2 separate regions of the Ovis aries genome follow, and region 2 is linked to region 1. A link is a contact called in public Hi-C data. All regions are on one chromosome and are shown on one strand. The core of a region is the stretch at or near the end of the contact, and the rest is flanking DNA. Distances in the headings are between cores, read along the strand shown. Region 1 overlaps LOC105611101 (a long non-coding RNA gene). Region 2 has its middle 210 kb from the start of KLF6.

Region 1 (5,116 bases), core at 1,834-4,333:
TGACGTGAAAGTAATAGGGCTGCACACACACTGTCGCTTTCCATCTCAAGCATAATGCTCTAGGTGAAAACAGAAGGCAGAAGGTTTGTCAGGGGAAAGACAGTGCATTCTGGAAAGATGTTCGCTGTAATATTTGAATTTGCTTTGCAAGGCTGTGCACCCCCTTGGCTAATCTAGAGGGTATTTTGGCAAGGCTGTCACCTGAAGTGTATGACTAATCCGGATTCTGCCTCAATAGACAGGGGACTATTAACCTGCTCAATAAATATTCATTTCGTGGGTAAGCAGCTCCCTGGATCACCATTCTCTTCTGCTTTCTCATGTTCTCAATATACTACGCCATCCAAAAGCTCCATTTCAGCTTACGTTTTCATTTTATTTTCCCCTCTCTGATTTCCCAGGACCTCCTCCTTCCTCAGGAAGGGGGGGGCTTGTTTATGAGCAAGAAGGTATTTCCACCTGAGCAAAACTTGGGCATGATTGCTGCTGCTGCTGCTGCTAAGTCGCTTCAGTCGTGTCCGACTCTGTGTGACCCCATAGACGGCAGCCCACTAGGCTCCCCCGTCCCTGGGATTCTCCAGGCAAGAACACTGGAGTGGGTTGCCATTTCCTTCTCCAACACATGAAAGTGAAATTGAAAGTGAAGTCGCTAGTGTTCCCTAAACCCAGCATCTTGACTGTCTGACATCGTCCAGGCCACTGGGATGTGCACCTCTGCTGTATATTCCCTTGCTTACCTGCCTCCTCTAGACAGAGAGGGGTTTTTTTCTTCCTTTAATCGCAGTATAATTTTCATGTTAATTTCATGTGAACAGCAAAATGATTCAGTTATACAAATATTTCTTTTTCAGATTCTTTTCCATTTTAGTTTACTACAAGATATTGAATATAGTTCCCTGTGCTCTGCAGTAGGTCCTTGCAGGTTATCTCTTTTATACATAGTAGTATGTATCTGTCCATTCCAAACATCTAATTTATCCCTCCTCTCTCTTCCTTTTTGGTTACCCTAAGTTTGGTTTCCATGTCTGTGAGTTTATTTCTGATTTGTATATAAGCTCATTTAAACCATTTTTTTTTCGATTCCACAGGTAAGTGATATCATATATTTGTCTTTCTCTATCTGACTTACTTGACTTAGTGTCAGGAAGCATTTAACAGGAGGCTTCCTATGTGCTGTTTTGGATCTGTCAAGAATTCTCTGTTCCTTATTAATTCCTGAATATAAGGAATTAAGAGGAGAGGCAAGCCTCTCCCGAGGGCTGAGGAATCCAGGCATTTCCTTCATTAGTTTTTCTATCTGGTGATAATGTGATAAGTACCCTCTTCCTTTTTATGAACCATATGGTAATATCTCTGCTGAAAATAGCTATCTTGTAAGGCAGTATAAACACCTGCACAACGTTGAGTTAAACACCTCTGCTCCATCAGAGCTTTGGTCACCGTGTCTTACTTTCTTTGTCTCTTTGTCTCTCTCTCCCACTCTCTCTTTTTCAGGCTGATCCCTTGGAGCGCAGAGCCTCTCTGAGTTCACTTTCCTGCCCGGGCTTCTAAGACCCTCTCGAGAAGGCGCTCTGTGCCTTCACCCCATCAAGAGGGCGCCTGAGGCCTCTGTGAACAGAGCAAGCCCCATGCCAGGGGCTTTATTGGCTTTCTGCGTAAACCAAGGAATATCAGCCTCTTTCCCTCTCCTTTACTTTCTCATTGGTCAACTCCGGACCACTGGGTTCCAGTCCTTTAGGACCCCAGCAATAGTCTGACAATCTCTGGGTCCATCCGTGCTGATGCACATGGTATTACTTCCTTCTTTTATGGCTGAGTAGTATATGCCATTGTGTGTATGTACCACACCTTCTTTATCCGTTCCTCTGTTGATGGGCTCTTTGGTTGATTCCACGTCTTTGCTGTGGTAAATAGTTTTGCAATGAACATTAGGGTGCATGTATCTTTTCAAGTTGGCAGTTTTGGTTGTTCGTTTTGATATATACTCAGGGGTGGATGGAAAAGGCAATGGCACCCCACTCTTGCCTGGAAAATCCCATGGATGGAGGAGCCTGGTAGGCTGCAGTCCATGGGGTCTCTAAAAGAAGGAAATGGCAACCCACTCCAGTGATCTTGCCTGGAGAATCCTAGGGATGGGGGAGCCTGGCGGGCTGCCGTCTATGGGGTCGCACAGAGTTGAACATGACTGAAGCGACTTAGCAGCAGCAGCAGCCACAGCAGGAGTAGAATCACCAGGTCATATGAAAGTTCTATTTTTAGTTTTCAGAGAAACTCCATACTGCTCTCCATAGTCAGCCAGCTTTCACTACCTTATACAGCCAGAATCTATCCTCCAAACTTTCATCCTACAGTCTTCTGTTTCCATAATGATGCAAATTAGGAAACAAAGCAGTCTATGGGGCTTGACAGACTGAGGATCTCTCAAGTCAGTAAAGCATGAAGCTCTCAGCTCAGTTTTTGTGACATAAGGGACGCTGACTATCCTCCATGTATCGGAGGTTGCTGGGGGAGAAAAACACCTATTGCTCTCATCAGTTTTTATTTACTAATTTTCTCTTAGGAACTATGTAAAAACGTGGAGTTAAAATTTAAAGTGAAGGGTTCTTCATTAATAAAAATTAAATAAAGAAAATGAAAAAGAAATTGCAGCTACATAGTGGAGAAATAAACTCACATCTTGCTTAAACATTCATATATGTTTTCAAACAGATTCGATAGATTTTGCTCCTGAATTTTGTAAAGTGTTAAGATTGTATCTCACTCAATACAAGTTCATAGATTGATAAGATGTCCCATTTTTACATTGTTTTGCCTGTAATATAAAAACATTTCAGTGCAACACAGCCTATTGCTAAATGGCACCAAATAATCATTTCGTGAAGTCAATGTTATTTAATCTAATGACTAGATAAATTTAATAAAATAATCTTGAAAAGCAATCTCAGCAATATCACTACCACCACCTGAAATTCTGTACAGCCATGATGGTAGCCCGAGGACACGACGGCATTGTGAAATCACATGCAGTTCCCCTTGGCCACTGATCTGCTTCACAAGCAGTAATTAAAAGATGAGGAAATTCCATCTGTCGTCACTGGTCTGGCATGTCCTGGGTCCCACCCTGAGGTTTTAGGCTCTGCACAATACTGAGTCATACACAGGATCCAGGACTGGAACCTCCTCTATGAATTTTAAGGTATTAAAAAGATTTACCTATGAGTTAATTGCAAGGAGCTATTTTAAATTTAGATGGAATCTCAGAGCCATTAGCAACATCATCTTTTTGCCCACTATATTCAGTGACTGCTAGAACAGCACAAGAAATATCCAGAGAGGAGGCAAGGGGCAGAGTCATACAGATGATCTATGCCAAAGCTTTGGAATCACAGTAATAGCTTTTCAGTCTTACCAAACTTGCTCTGGAAAGAGTATGAAACCAAAAATATAAGCAACTGGGCAAAGCTGTTGAAGGCGAGTAAGATCAGATCCGTATTTTTGGAAGATGGTGACCGGATTTTTTTTTTTTTTTCCCTTCGGCACTCAGTGGTCTGGACTTTTTTCCCTAATCACCTTCCTCACAGCCCTTAAACTTGGCCACCTTGCCTGTCTTCCAAACAGGTACATTAATATCATCTGGTCCCTTCCTTCTGGCTCATATTTTTGTCCTGGAAATTACCTTTCTTCAGATCTTAATATTCCATGAACTCACCACTCTTCCCTGAGATTAGAGTTCAGTCAAACACAAATGCATGATTAGAAAGCAACTTTCCATTTAGATCTCTCCTCCTTGGGCAGAAAATACCTAAGATTTCAGGGGCATCAGGCTGTTGATCAAAAGCACACATTTTCTTTTGTATAAATTCAGTTCGTTTAGTTCAGTTCTTTTGTTCTTAAAATCATATTCCCTAGAAATTGTAAACAAAGATACTAAATCCACTTCTCTCCATTGGCACATACATTTTAACCTAAGTGGCTAGCACCAGACCCTTTTAGCGGCTCTGTTTATAAGTTGTTGGAAGAAGGACAAAGACTAGCTTCTTTATATTTTATTTATTTTTCAAATTATGAAAGTATGATAACACATTTACAGGAGACTTGGAAAATACAGAACAAGGTTACAAATAGTTCCACTCAATTCTACTACAATTATTTTTTAAGTAGATAAATTAAGATTTTTAGTTGAAGTTTCTATATCAAACTCTCAAAAATTATTAGAATGAATATACAGAAAAGGAGAAGGATATAGTAGACCTGAAAAGCACTATGAACCAATTCAACATAATCGAGATTTATATAATTTTCAAACACAGTAGGATACAAATTCTATTCAAGTTCCCATAGACTATAAACTCAAAAACACTAGAACATATCCAGGGACATAAAACAAGATGAAAAAATTTCGTGGCGACCAGGAAAGACTATTTTAATAAACAATTTCAGCAACACAAAAATTCAGGAAATAATATAGTTTACAAATACAAAACTATATTCATCTATTCTGCTAATCAACACTCAGTTTATTTCCACTTTTTTCACTATTTTAACACTTCTGCATCACTTTATTGACTGATAAAAATTCTTCCGTGAATTGCTCTTCTTATTCTTCACTTTTTCCCCCCTTTCCCGTTCTTTTTCTAAGAACTGTGTTAGAGAACTTCAAGTAGTTTGACTGCTAGTTTTATTTAGAGATTACATGCACTGTCAATCTATTGATTCTTCCCATTTGTGGCTTGTTATTTGGGGACTTTTAATCAAATATTTAATATATTGCTGTTGTTGTTCAGTTGCTCGGTCGTGTCCGACTCTTTGTGACCCTGTGGACTGTAGCCTGTCAGGCTCCTCTATCCATATGGGACTTCCCAGGCAAGAATACTGGAGTGGGTTGCCATTTCCTTCTCCAGGGGATCTTCCTGACCCAGGGATTGAACCCGAATCTCTTCCATCTCCTGCATTGGCAGATGGGTTCTTTACCATCTGAGCCACAAGGGAAGCCCATTTAATATACTAATTTTTGTTTATTGATAAATTGACTGCATTCATTTTTTTTTCCTTTACAGTTGGTTTAAGTAATTGTTTTTTCCCTTCTGGACATAAAGAGACTTGCATATTTTTCTTC
Region 2 (5,116 bases), core at 1,576-4,075, 380 kb before region 1:
GCCTCCAGTGGACGTGAGTTAACATTTTGCCCAGTTTGACTGGTTGCCCAAATCTTTTACCAGCAGTCAGCTTTCCTGTTCAGTTTATTGCTTCATAGTAGAATTGATTTATCACTAATTTGCTTCTGTCTTTCCTCCATTTTTTTTTCCATAAGGCACACTTATTTTTTTTTTAATCCTAACTAGATGATTTCTTGGTGGTCAGGGTGCATATTTTTTATTGCTCAAGCATTCACATTGGTAAAGCCAGTGTATTTAGCACATACCAGCTGTTCATTGTTTACTGACTAAACACAGTGATGTACAGATGTCAGAAAAAATCTTCTGTATTCCTGTTAACTTATAAAGATGTTGAAGAGGGAAAGAAAACTGATGAATCGATATTTTGGTGTGTGTGTTTCATAAGGCTGAGCCTCAGGAACTTCCCTGGAAGTCCAGTGGTTAAGCTTGCAGGGAGCATGGATTCAATCCCTGGCCAGGGAACTAAGATTCCATATGCCATGCACCAAAAACAAAACAAACAAACAAAAAACTGAGCTTCAGATAGCAGGGCTGGGATTTTCTCCATCCTTGCGTCTCAAGGTTTCAGAACCCCAGGGACTTAGCACATGTTATGACAGAAATGATGAGTGAATGAATGACTTCAGAGGAACTGAGGTTAATATTCATCCTTCTGATGTATCATAACTTCCCTGAGGTCAGAATATCTGTCATCAATTGCTTTGTCAGAAGTTGTCTTACCAGAAGGCAGTCATGTCTTGAGGAGTAGTTTCCAGCAAGTTGAGGGCTTGGCTCTTGGGAACGTGTCTACTGCTTATGTTCACTGGGTAGTTCATTGATTTATTACAGATCTCTGAACTTGTGGAAGTGGGTGAGCCAGACAGGGCAGTCTTTTCTAAGTTGGTTTCAATGCCAGAAATTCTACCAGGGTTAATTTCTATCTACTTCTTGCCTCACACATATACTTCAAAAGTTTTGATAAATCTCACCAGGTAACTGACACTTGCCAAAAAAATAAGCACTTTTCAGGACACTGCTAAGCTAAACATCCTTAGTAGGACTACATGTTTTTACTAAAATTCACAGATTCTCTTAAGTGTTGAGCCATCACTTATTATTTATTTATTCACTTTATTCATTTGTTGAGCAAATCTTGGGAATGTTCTCCATGCAAATGACCCAAATACTTGGATGCTCTAAACTTAGGGTAAAAAAAAAAATAGTAAAAGCTGTTTCTTGGGAGAAAAAGAATTCTTTCTTTAAAAAGGATAATTTCTGTACCATATTAGGAAAGAATTGTTTTTCATCAAACTGTTTATTCTAGCTCACTAAACCACCAGAGGTACGCTATTGAACTTGATCTGGTTGAGATAAGATTCTGAAGTATATTGTTCTGCTTGCCTTGGACATCCCTAGTAGCAAGAAGGATCTCTGTTGGATCTTGGAGAATCCATCTTGGGTTTCAATTGTGGAAGATCAGGACTCTCCCAGGACTGCTGCTCTTCCTACAGAACATTATGGGATGCCTTTGCCCAGCTTTGAGGATGTGTTAAGGGCCATCATACTAAAAGCATTCCACACCACGCTGGCCCAAAGAGCACTGCCTCAAATACACAGGGAATGTTTATTTTATTTATTTAACCTTCAAGATCCTTATTAGCTGTTGTAGAAAAGTAAAGATTTATTCATCAATAAAACCCAAAGACTCCATTTACCAAATTTCCATTCTTTACTTTAATGCAATGTGTCTGTAGGGCTTTTAAAATTCATTTATAAAGTTAGAAATATATTCAGCTCTGCTGTCTTGGAGATAGATGGCCACATTATTACTTGTCTGTCAGATATAAGTAGGGCTATTAATAATGTAAAGACAGCTACTAAAGATTCCAAACGTGGGTGTTTCCTTTAGAGGAAATTGCAACTCTAACCTTTGAGTTCCGTTTGGAATCAATTACCTGACTTTGTGTGTATTGTGAAATACCTTTTTTTAGTTTGGAGAGCAAGACATAAGTTAATAGTCTTCAGAATATTTATTGAGAAAGGCAGAGGAAGCGTAAGAATATTAGTGCTAAGAGGATAGTGACTATGACATGTGTTTCAGATTGGGACCAACCTATTCAATATATTACACAAAGGACAGTCTGGACTCCTCTCTGACTGGCACATGGATTTACACAAGATATCGGAGTTGGGGCAGGAATCGAACAAGTGAAAAACTATCGACTGTTGTAGAAAGATGAGATGCCTTCTTAGCCTACAGTTAATGTGTGGATACATACTCAGAGATGCCTTCCTTTCTCCTTACCCCCACAATGAGTTCCAAAAAGAGAATATAATCAGAGAGCCAGTGTTAGAATAAATCTGAAGGTGGATTTTCTGGCTCACAAAGTCCAATTTCTTAAACACCTACATAGAGGCATAACTAGGTCCACACAGCAGCTCTCTGCCCCCTCTCTCTTGGGTATCCTGGGTATAAACCAGGCCCCCAAATATGAACTGGAGACATTAGAGTATGCAGCAGTTAGTACTTTCAAGTAAAGAATGTTCATCCATTTTCACCAGTAAATATGCGTTTATCACACCCTATCCTTGCTGTTAATAGATGAAACAGGAATGCATGGCTATTTTCTTTTAGAGGAAAAAATTCTTAGAGTTGATTTGAATACATGAGAATGGCATCTGAAACACTCCTGGGTGCTATGAGGAACATGTGGATCTCAGAGAAAAGGAACGGAGGTCGCTACGGATCTGCTGCCCTAGCAGACTTCTGGCAGAAGTGGATGTGGATGCAGCTGACCGGATATGAGGGAGCATTTAGAAATACTTCAGTTATACATTGTCTGCGAAAGGGTTGACTCATCAAGGTCTAAGCGAATGTCTTTATTCATTCAATTGTTAAAGGAGCAGAGCTGGCTTACCAGGAAAATTTCTTTTCAGAACCTGTTCATTCGGATAATTTTCAGACAATGGGTGATTTAAGACTTCACCAGTGAGAAAATAAGCAGTAAAATATAAGTTCATTTTCATAAACTTCAAAGATAGCATTGAATAATACCTTGAGATTTTGTTTTTTTTTTCTAGTTGGGGGAAACTGTTAGGATTTTGAAATATGTGGACGTGGCTGTGATTCAGGAGAGCGGCTGACACAGCACCCAGGTTGATTGTTTTATGAGATTTCAATTTGTGGCTTCTACGTGATGACAATTTCCCTCACTGGGGACATGCTGGGGACACATGTGATGCAAGACTGTTCTCATCAGTTGGTGTGTCCTCGGGGTTGAGGAACTGCTTCGCTAAGAACAGCTGTGAGCTGGACAACAAAGTTCTGGCAGGAAGAGACAATGTTTTATTTTTCTTTAAAATTCTGTATTCTGGCAGGGTTTCACTGCTCTGTCTGGGGGCAGAGGAGATGTCGAGCCAGAAGAATAATTGCAGATTTTCACATAATTCTTAAATGTACAGTATCTATGTTTGATGAAAGAGAGAAAACCACCCTGTTAGAATCTTAGCATCTGCTCTGGACAAGGACTGCATCCAGGAAGCTCTCTTTAAGCACGGCTCAAAAAACATGTGAAGGAAAGCCGTGTCTCCTCTGGCATGAAATCTCTTTTGTCTTTGGAGAGTTTAAAGAATATTCATTCATGACTGATCTTCATTCACTTTTATCAATTATTTAGTTGTTAACAGGAGTTGACTGCCTAACACAGATGCTGTCAAACACGTTGGGGCAGCAATGCAGCTTAATAGTTAAGAACGTTGGCTTGGACAATCTTGCTGTGTTTTGAATCATCTCCATCATTTGTCAGGACAAATCACACCTTTGAACAAATCTCTTAAATGATTCGGCTCTCATTTTCCTCATCTGAAAAATGGGTCAGTGACTGTCCCTGCCTCATAAGACTGTCTTGGAAATCAGATATAGACCAGAAGAAGGCTTTGTTTAACCGATTGTTGGTCTCCAGTGATGTCAGAATAGGATGCAGCTGTGTTTCTTTTTGAGCACGATGGAGAGCGCTTTCCTTTCCTTTCTCACCCTTTTTCCATAAAATAAGGGAAGCATGTCTGTTATTGTTCCTAACTCTTGAGGGCAGCTGTCGTCATCAGGGGAGGTGCAGGCAGCCTTGGGGACCATCCTGGACTCTGCGACCCCTGACATGCCAGCGTGCACCTTGAACCCTGGTGATGGAATTTGACTATCTTCGTATCTCCCCCTGATTTTATGAAAGCCTTTGCTAAGTTGGGGTTTCATCACAGAATTTTTCTTCACTTCTATTTGATGTAGGTTATGGGTAAACGCATCAGCATGAGGTCTAATGTTGTCCTCTTGTTTCTGTTTTCATCAGCGTGTAAGTATTCTGTTTCAACATTCTTACAATGACAAGAATTTTAATTTCACCCACAGATGAAACTTAATTTTCATTTGTACAATTTTCATAGATGATGGATATGATCTTTATATTAGTGTCGATGTGCTTGGGGACATAGTGACCAGCATATTTGTGAAAAAGCAGAAATTTTAAAGATGTTGATCAACAAAAAAGTGTATTTCTTGGACAGGGTGCACACTGAATTATTTTCACATATCATTCCTCTACTATAAGCTAAAATCATGTGGCTAGCATTTTCCAATTAAATGAATAAGAATGTAGACTTTCTTTTTAAAATCTGGTTTTTGGAAATAAAATGCACTAAGATGCCTGGCAAAGCAGGGATCTGAAGATGCTAATACGCTCTCTGGACAGTTTCCTGTTTGTCTGAGTCAATGTTTACCTCTCAGCTTTTGTCTTAGTTTGGGTTGCTATAGCAGAATATTGTGGACTCCGGGGCTTAGACAATAAGAACGTATTTCTCTTAGTTCTCGAGGCTAGAGGTCCAAGATCAAGGCACCTACAAACCTGGTGTCTGGTGGGGACCTGCTACCTGGTTCCCCAGGCAGAGGTGGACGCAAGCTCTCCAGTGTCTCTTCTTGTAAGAATGCAAATCCCATAGCAAGGGCTCACCCCTCATGAACTCATCACCTCCCAAAATCACTGCCTCCTGACACCATTCTGGGTCCTGCGATTTCAACATCTGGATTTTGGGCAGACACAGACATTCAGCCCATAACAGCTCTTGA

What was found. Hi-C and Micro-C count contacts between places; a contact is called where the count stands out from the background.
Region 2: a contact with region 1 is called in a Hi-C map of tail adipose tissue, with 6 times the contacts expected there. The contact joins two enhancer-like sites. A contact is called at or near these places in 3 of 16 Hi-C or Micro-C datasets (skin fibroblasts and tail adipose tissue).

Annotation. Positions count from the first base shown.
Region 1 is chr13:43,588,003-43,593,118 of ARS-UI_Ramb_v3.0, reverse strand. All of the region lies in intron 1 of LOC105611101 (a long non-coding RNA gene), which reads right to left. Among named protein-coding and RNA genes, the nearest start is that of AKR1E2, 100 kb to the right of the region's middle. Within about 2 kb of position 3,083, at least 13 of the 54 cell types and tissues checked have an H3K27ac peak or open chromatin away from gene starts, as enhancers often do. A contact at or near this core is called in tail adipose tissue, where this site is marked.
Region 2 is chr13:43,970,385-43,975,500 of ARS-UI_Ramb_v3.0, reverse strand. No RefSeq gene overlaps it. Among named protein-coding and RNA genes, the nearest start is that of KLF6, 210 kb to the left of the region's middle. Within about 2 kb of position 2,825, at least 7 of the 54 cell types and tissues checked have an H3K27ac peak or open chromatin away from gene starts, as enhancers often do. A contact at or near this core is called in tail adipose tissue, where this site is marked.